2 separate regions of the Anser cygnoides genome follow, and region 2 is linked to region 1. A link is a contact called in public Hi-C data. All regions are on one chromosome and are shown on one strand. Each heading gives the region's core, a stretch centred on a gene start, on an enhancer-like site or on the middle of the called end of the contact. The rest is flanking DNA. Distances are from core to core; before and after follow the strand shown.

The links. A called contact is a pair of places that touch in the nucleus more often than the background predicts.
Region 2: a contact with region 1 is called in a Hi-C map of liver, with 1.9 times the contacts expected there. The contact joins the enhancer-like site here to the promoter of LOC106041382 in region 1. A contact is called at or near these places in 2 of 7 Hi-C or Micro-C datasets (both in liver).

What each region holds. Positions count from the first base shown.
Region 1 is chr25:6,888,170-6,891,924 of Taihu_goose_T2T_genome, reverse strand. LOC106041382 (bile acid receptor-like) reads right to left here and starts at 1,283. Exons shown (of 11, transcript XM_048071150.2): 1 at 1,044-1,283.
Region 2 is chr25:7,095,876-7,099,951 of Taihu_goose_T2T_genome, reverse strand. It overlaps LOC106041306 (a long non-coding RNA gene), which reads right to left. Exons shown (of 14, transcript XR_010826571.1): 8 at 2,656-4,076. Among named protein-coding and RNA genes, the nearest start is that of NGF, 53 kb to the right of the region's middle. Within about 2 kb of position 2,536, at least 3 of the 3 cell types and tissues checked have open chromatin away from gene starts, as enhancers often do. A contact at or near this core is called in liver, where this site is marked.

The DNA.
Region 1 (3,755 bases), core at 34-2,533:
TACTGCTTTTATAAGAGGCTCTGAGGAGCTCTTTAAGAGGTATGTATTGACAGTACTTTAACTGCTATCATAAATATTTTGACAGTTGAGTCATAGGGAAATTTCTTGTTTGCAGGGAATTTTAGGAACTCAAGCTGAAGGTCTACAATATTTATTTAACATGCTGTGTGGCATGTTAATGAACACGTAGTGTAACTAGGCAGTACATTTCAATCTCTGTTGTAATCACAGTACTTTTTTGCTTTTGGAAAGCATAGCTTAATTTTCTATTTTTATTTTTTAATTTGTGAAATTTACACCTAAATCTGAAAAAAAAATTGAGCACAATCAGTGGCTACCATGTACAATGCCAGGTGATAGATTCAACTTCACTCAAGCAATTCACTAATTACATCTGTAATTAAAGAGTGATTTTGCAGGGAAAGTTCTAGGATCACTTGATTGATCCCATATGCAGCTAATACACATTATTAAAATTTCAGCTGTTTCTCCCAGATTTAAAGTGCTACGAAGCTCCCCAAAGCTTCTGTCTTAAGAAAATCCATTTTTCTTCCCATTAAATATGTTCCTTTCTTGTCATAAAATAACCTTCTGAATATTTTCTGTAATAGATATGGTTTATTTCACTAATTGACTATGTCCCAATTTTCTTGAACTGTTGGTTTTTTTTGAATTATTACTTCATGAATATTTGTTGCAAAGGTGTATTTATATATATATTTACAATATACATGTATATTGTAAAGTAAGAGGTGAGAGATTGTTTGAAACCTATGGCTTTCTTAGTACTTTGGAGAAGGCAAACAACTGAATTTAAAAGTTATTTCATTCTGTATGTTAAATGAAATACTGTTGGAACAAGTTCTTGACAACTAGGATACTTAATTTAAAAGTGCATGTTTTCAAAACTAATTTAGTCAGTAGTTTAAAAAGAAAATCAAAAATCCACAATGCCTGAAATATTTTCACCTGGCAAATTGATTCATGGCTATAGCAATAGTTTATAATCCCAGAGCATCACGAGAAGTAAATTAAATACTTACGGTAGTTCCAGAGCAAGTCCGTGTGGCTGTAGCAGTGATCCTAGCTCTGAGTCCAGCTGGAGCAAACTGGGCCTTTTCCCTATTTATCAGTTTCTGTGCATACACTGGCTCCAGACGCTCTGCAGAGCAATGCTGCGGCTCTGAGACACGAACTTCCCACACAGCCTTTCCTGGGGTCGAAGCAAGGGCAGCTGCAAGACCACATAAATCAAAGAATAACTGGGTCATCAGGGACAGGGGCCATGGGGACCTTCACGTCACTGTTTCCCAGAGTTCTCCCTGTCTGATTACAAAGTATTTTGCTTTCTTGGTAGAATTTAAAATTCTTCCATTTTGATTGCTTAACGTTGACATGCCCGAGTGTTAATGGATGATGTTCATTACTTTGGCAGGGAAAATATTGCAATAACATTATTTTGATATATCTACATGACATAGTAATTGAGTTAGGAAACAGTTGATTAGGTCAGTATTTTGAAACACAAAACACCTTGCTCTACGTCTTCTAATTCTGACATACCTGTGCAGATGCAAAACACGGGATTCCTGCATGCCTCTATAACAGGCAATGATTTGTTAGCAAATTTTGTAGCCACTAATTTTGCAAAAATTTATTCTTAAAAAAAATAGAAGTATTTCCATTATGAATAATTTCTAGTCATTTAATCATTATGATTTGGAGTTGGGGTTTTCATCATGTCCTAGATGTAAGATGTGGTCTTTTGGTTAGGGCATGCTGTTTTAATCACACTGTCATTAAACTTGCCGCCTAACATGATGCACAGCAGGTTGCAAACGTTTAGTTAATAAGACCAGGAGGAGGTCACCTTTCTTCTGTATAGGAGCAATTCTTGATTAACCCCAGAAAAAATGTTTCTGTTGTATACTTCACAATTTACATGGCAAAGGGAAAAATTCCTGTCCTGTTGGTTTTCTTACTGCAGTCACTTAAGATAGCCTTCTGGAGACAACACGTTTTCATAGATCTGTGGCATAATACACAGCCAACTGGCATTACCATTCAAAGGAGAGCCGTGTTTGTACTCCATAGGCTCCCAAGAAGTGATGTTACTTGTTTCTCTGTATTCTGGCACCATTTGGGAATCTGTGATTGAGTCTTTGGAGGTGGAATTGCTGAGCTTGGCTTGCAAGAGCAAAAAAGATTGACTCACAAATGCTATATTGATCATCTTACAGGGTGGTTTTTTTTGTTGTTGGGTTTTTTTTTGAGCTTTCAAAAGATTTGTATTGATCATGTGTGGTGATGGAATTGGAATGCATAGATTATGAAGTAGGGACAAAGATAACAATCTTGCAAATGTAATTTGTCAGCATTTATCTTCCCAGTAAAAGCAAACTTACTTAGCAGCTAAGATGTCAAAAACAACAACAATAACAAACAAACCCACCTTTAATAGTAAAAATGAAGAGCTTACAGTTGTTAAAACAGATATTTTTCATAGCATTTCTTTCACAAATACCATTGGCTTTTTCATCCATCTTTTCAGCCTTCCTAGTGAAAGCTGAAAAACAAGCAAGGCTTTATCATGTTATCTTTAGCTTTTAAGTACTACTGACTTTTAAAGTTTTTTGGTTGTTTGTTTGTTTTTATTTTGTGATAGAAGATAGTTTACTGGTAAGCTATTGAAATATACTAATGGGATGTGGGTATTTAAAACCTATTGACTTCAAGAGACTTAAGTCTGGAAAACAGGTTTTTAGAAGATATCTAATCCTGATTCTGCTCAGTGCTATAAAATCTAGTGGATTGGGAGTAAAATAAGTTGCTAAAATATGTATACAAGAACCTAAAACTTATTTGGAGTAGAAATTAATGTTTACTTAACGTTTACGTAATACTTAACGTGCCACGTTAAGTATTAGCCCATGGCCACTTACTTCAACCCACATGCCATCTTAGTAACTGTGGGAATAAAACTATTTTGCACAGTCATACAGTGATTCAGACCAAAGAACTAGTCCATCTTAAGTACAGATATTTTAAATTATTTTAACAGATCAGTTCTATTTAAAGCTTATCATGACAATAAAAATGGAAGACCTGAGAGCCCACTTGACCACATAAAGAAATGCTGCAAAGAAGAGAAAAATAAATGTTTTTTCCATGCTTTTAAAGAATACAACAAGAAATAAAAAGCTTATTTAGGAGTAAGGAAGATCTAATTTAGGTACTAGAGATAACATTTATGGCAGCAAAAATAACACCAGTATAAGTTGCCTGTACAGTCTTCATCACTGGAGACTTTAAAAAATCAAGTTGGGCTACATCACAAATTAAGAATTGTTCTCTCAGAGTTATTCTGATCTGTAAAGAGGAGAAAGGATTTTTGATATGTCTTCTAAGTCTCTGATCAGTAATGTGCCTAATGCCTTTTAAATAGGATACTTCAAATGTGCTTTGCTAGAGATAAGTAAAAAAAAAGTTACTCATAGATACAGACTGAAAATATTATCTGAACAAGCTCCTGTTCTAAGTGGAAATCCAGAAGTGCCACTGAGGTGGAGAATAAGGTGTACGCATGATCAGTCTGGCCTGAGCACCTTACATTGCACTGCTTTTGGAGTCTCATTTCCTTCACTAGTGTAAACTGTGAACTTACGCATGGCCTAATCTACATAGAATGTCTGCCTTAATGCAGTTAGGTCTAAGATTTTTTTGAGTGCTGAAACTGCAGATCCAAAGAAATCTTG
Region 2 (4,076 bases), core at 1,287-3,786, 210 kb before region 1:
GACATTTTAAACTGTCAAGCATCATCAGTAATTCTTGTTCTACAAATACAGGGAATTTCAATTAGGACACTAGTTAATAGAAAGGTCTGGGTCTGTTTCATGGAAATCAAGTACCTAAACCATGGACAGGATTTTGCAGAAAAAATACTTTAAAAGATAAATTTAAAAAGAAGTACAATACTCACTTTTCCAAAATTTCTTCCAACACTTCCATCAACTTGACAGCAAAACCCAACTGTTGAAATTCATGTGCAACAGGGAGAGCAGTAACATGCCCATGACATTCTTCCCTAGCCACAAAGTCTTCCACTTTATCCATTATGGTGAACATCAGCACCTTTGGGATAATGCACCCCCAGATATACGTCTTTACAGAAGAGCCAAACAGTGTATCAACAAATGCTGCAATGACTGTGGTAAAAGCTGAACCAGGGATGTCTATATTATCACTATGATTTAGCAACTCCATACAGTTATGGGTCAAATACCACAGCTTCACCAAGAAGCCAACAAGGACCTTGAAGGTCACATTTCTGTCTGGAGTTCTGTTGTAAAGACCCCCCCAAACAGTGGGAATGCCTGTAGACTATCCTAGAGAGCATTGGACAGACTTGCAAGGCTTTCAGGTAGCGCTAGAATACACTGGGAAGCCTGACAAAGACTCCAAAAGGCATTAGAGCACATGATAGGTCCACAGAAGACCTCAAGGTTGCACTGGGAGGCTTCTAGGGCACCCTAAAGGACACTGGACTCCTTGCAGGGCTTTCAGGAGCCCACCTGGGGTCCCTAGTAGACCTGCATGGGCACTAAAGTGAACTGAGGGACCATGGGAGGCATCTAGTGTTCACTAAGAGGCCTTTAGGACACACTAGAGTACACTGAAGATCTCTGTGAGTCCTCTAGTTGGCACTACAGCATACTTGAGAGTCCTTTGAGGCCTATAGGTGGTGCTAGAGCACACTGCTGGGCGGTGGGAGGGGAGCATTGGAGGCTTCTAGAGTGCACTGGGATACATCTAGGGGGCTCTAGAGCACACCATAGAGCCCTGCAAGGTCTACAGGGCAGGCTGGGGTACACCACAGGGGTCTGGAAGCCTTGCAGGTGTCACTAGACTACACTGAGAGGCTCTTGAAGCCTCTAGGGTACACTTGGAGGCCTCTAGTGCACTGTAGAGTGCACTGGGGGGCCCCTGAGGCTTCTGTGGACACCTAGAACGTATTGGAAGGGGACAGGAGGACTTTGGGAAGTCACAGAGGGAATGGGAATGTCCTGAAAGGCATCCTGGGAACACCAAAGTGCACTAAAAGGGTTGGGGGGCCTGTAGGGGGTGCTGTAATGCCCATAGGCAACCCTAGAGAGCACTGCAGAACCCTGCAGGGCTTTCTGGGGGTGCTAGAGCTCACTGGGGTGCCCTGGTAGACCTGTGGGGGCACTAGAGAAGAATGAGGGGTCATGGTGGACCTCTTGTGTTCACCAGCTGGCCTTTAGGGCAGTCCAGAGCACACTGGAGACCTCTGTGATTCCTGTAGCTGGTGCTAGAGCACACTTGGGAGCCCTGGGAGGCTTCTGAGTGCACTGAGAGACTTCTAAGTGGTGCTACAGTAGACTGGAGAGACCTGTGAGATGTGCAGGAGGCTTTAGAACACAATGGGGCCACTGGCAGCCTTCTGGGGGAGCCCTAGCATACGCTCTAGTGCTCTCTAGAGTGCAGTGGAGGGCTCTGGGATGCCTGCAGAGCAGGCATCTGGCGGGGGGGGGGGGGGGGGGGGGCCAGCACCGGGGGCCTTTAGAGTGCACTGGGATGCATCTGGGGGATGCTAGAGCACACTGGAGAGCCCTGTGAAATCGACAGGGGGAGACGGAGCATACTGCGTGTTAACCTCCCAGCTATGCTCCCACTCATGCCCGAGCAGTGGCGCTGCTGCGCACAATCATGAGGGGACGCTACTGCACATGCTCGCGGGGCACTGCTGTGTATACTCTCGCGGCAGCACAACCGCGCAGCCCGACTGTCGGCAGTACCGTCCATGTTCACGTACCGGCACTTACCGCGCATGCCTGAGCGCGGGCAGTGCCGCGCATGCTCGCCGCTCTGCCTTTGTTCTTGCCTGCACTATGCGTGTTGCCTCTGGGTCTGCGACCGCCCATGCACGCCGTGCTGGCTCTTGCATGTGCCGCGTTTTGGTCACCAGAGGGAGCAGCGAGTGCTGTGCCGCCAGAGCTATGCGCAGTTAGATGTTGTGTTTGCGACTTCTGATCACAAGGTGGCAGAAGGGAGTTTGTAACAGCTACTGCGCATGCGTGCCACGCAGCGCTTTATCTGGTTCCCGATCTGCTTCTAACGATTTCAACGGGAACTGTGCAGAAAAAGACACCAAGCTGGTGGGAGATGCACCTCTCACCCCTGTCTCAGAGGAGAAAAATCACCCCTTGCCGTGTGTGGCTACGTACTGGCAGTAAAGCAAACGACAACTACTCATGGCATGCACTGGAAACTACAGTGGCTGGCTGGAAGCCTGGTGCCCAAAGACTACAACTCCCAGCATGCTGCAGGACTCAACATTTTCTGACCCTACAGCAGCACACACCCCCACACACTCCATTACTTGCTACCAGATGTGGAATCCATGCAGAACCTGCTGTGACACCTCTTACCTCTGTGTCCATCTTGGCACAACCCGCTCTGTAGCTTCTCAACCTCTTTCGCAGCCTTCCCTCAGTTCAGCCGGTCCCACAGCTGTCCCCCAGGTGGACCCAGCGCCTCCTGTGCCATCTCCACAACCCCCAATAGTCTCATGAAAGCACAACTGATTCGCAGAAACGGACTCTACAATCAGTAAATTGTAAAGTAGGTATGTTTATTCAGCACTGGGCAGCATGGGGGGTAGTCCCACCAAAGTCGTGCGCACCCTAACGCGGCAACTTGCTTTGGTTATATAAAGAGTTACATATGCATGAAGTTTCCCAGTACGCCTATACATATGCATGACCTGTCCCCGCTTAGTATTAAAATTAGCTCCAAGAAGTCATTTCCATAAACTCCTCCCGTCTGCGCTTGCGCAGTGCCTTCTGGTGGTGAGTGCTGAGGGTCGTGAGGATGAAGTAAGATCTCTTCATCAGGGTTGAACTTTTCACCTCATCTCCTTGTGCATGCTCTCTGAGCCCTTGGTCACAATCTGGGCCATAAGGTTGGTTTGGTCCGGTTCTCAGGCTCCGAGGGGCTCCTGTTATCTCGAGGCCTTGCATGTTTGACATTCTTTATCTTGTCCTTTTATGAACAGTCCTCCTTATCTCTGAGCCCCTGGTCACAGTCCGAACCATAAGGTTGGTTTGATCTGGTTCTTGGGGTCTCAGGGGCTCCTGTTATCTGGAGGCCTAAGCACAGCACAGGCACAGTACATCGCAAATGTAGCACGTATTAAGCAATGAGTGTTGCCTACATATTCATTCTTAATCAATCACTCTCTAATTTCTAATCCCATGTTTCACAACCGCACTCACCTTCTCCCTGACTCTGTCCACAAGAGCTGGCAACTACTCCTTTGTCAGAGAACAGCTCCAAAGCCCCTTTACACAGCGGGGCCATCCCCTTCTGCCTCCATCAGGGGCTCCTCCAGACCCATCCAACAGCTGCCACCCTTCAGGAATGCTGGGCCACCACCTGATACATTCCCACACCCACACATGCACTATTTAACCTGCTTCCCTGAACATAGTGACAGCCACTTACTCTGTGCAAAGGGACTGCAAACACAGTCAGGAGTGCAATAAACAAAGCAGCTGTTTATTCATGCACATCAGTGCCTGGAGGGAGGCTGCTGCGTGTCTGATGGCCCCTATGCACCCATTTCCCCCCATTTCACCTCAGAAATCAGCATTGGATGAGCACTCATCTGTCCCATGCTGACCTGTTGCTTTCTGCTACCACGGACTGTAGAGCAGGGCTGGAGGAAGGAAAAATAAGGCCAGGGAGCAGGACAGAGGCGTAAGGAGAGAAAAAGAGAAGCACCAGCTAGACAGGTGGGTATAGCAAGAAACAATGGGTCAGGCAGCAGGACAGAGAGATTTGCAGGGGA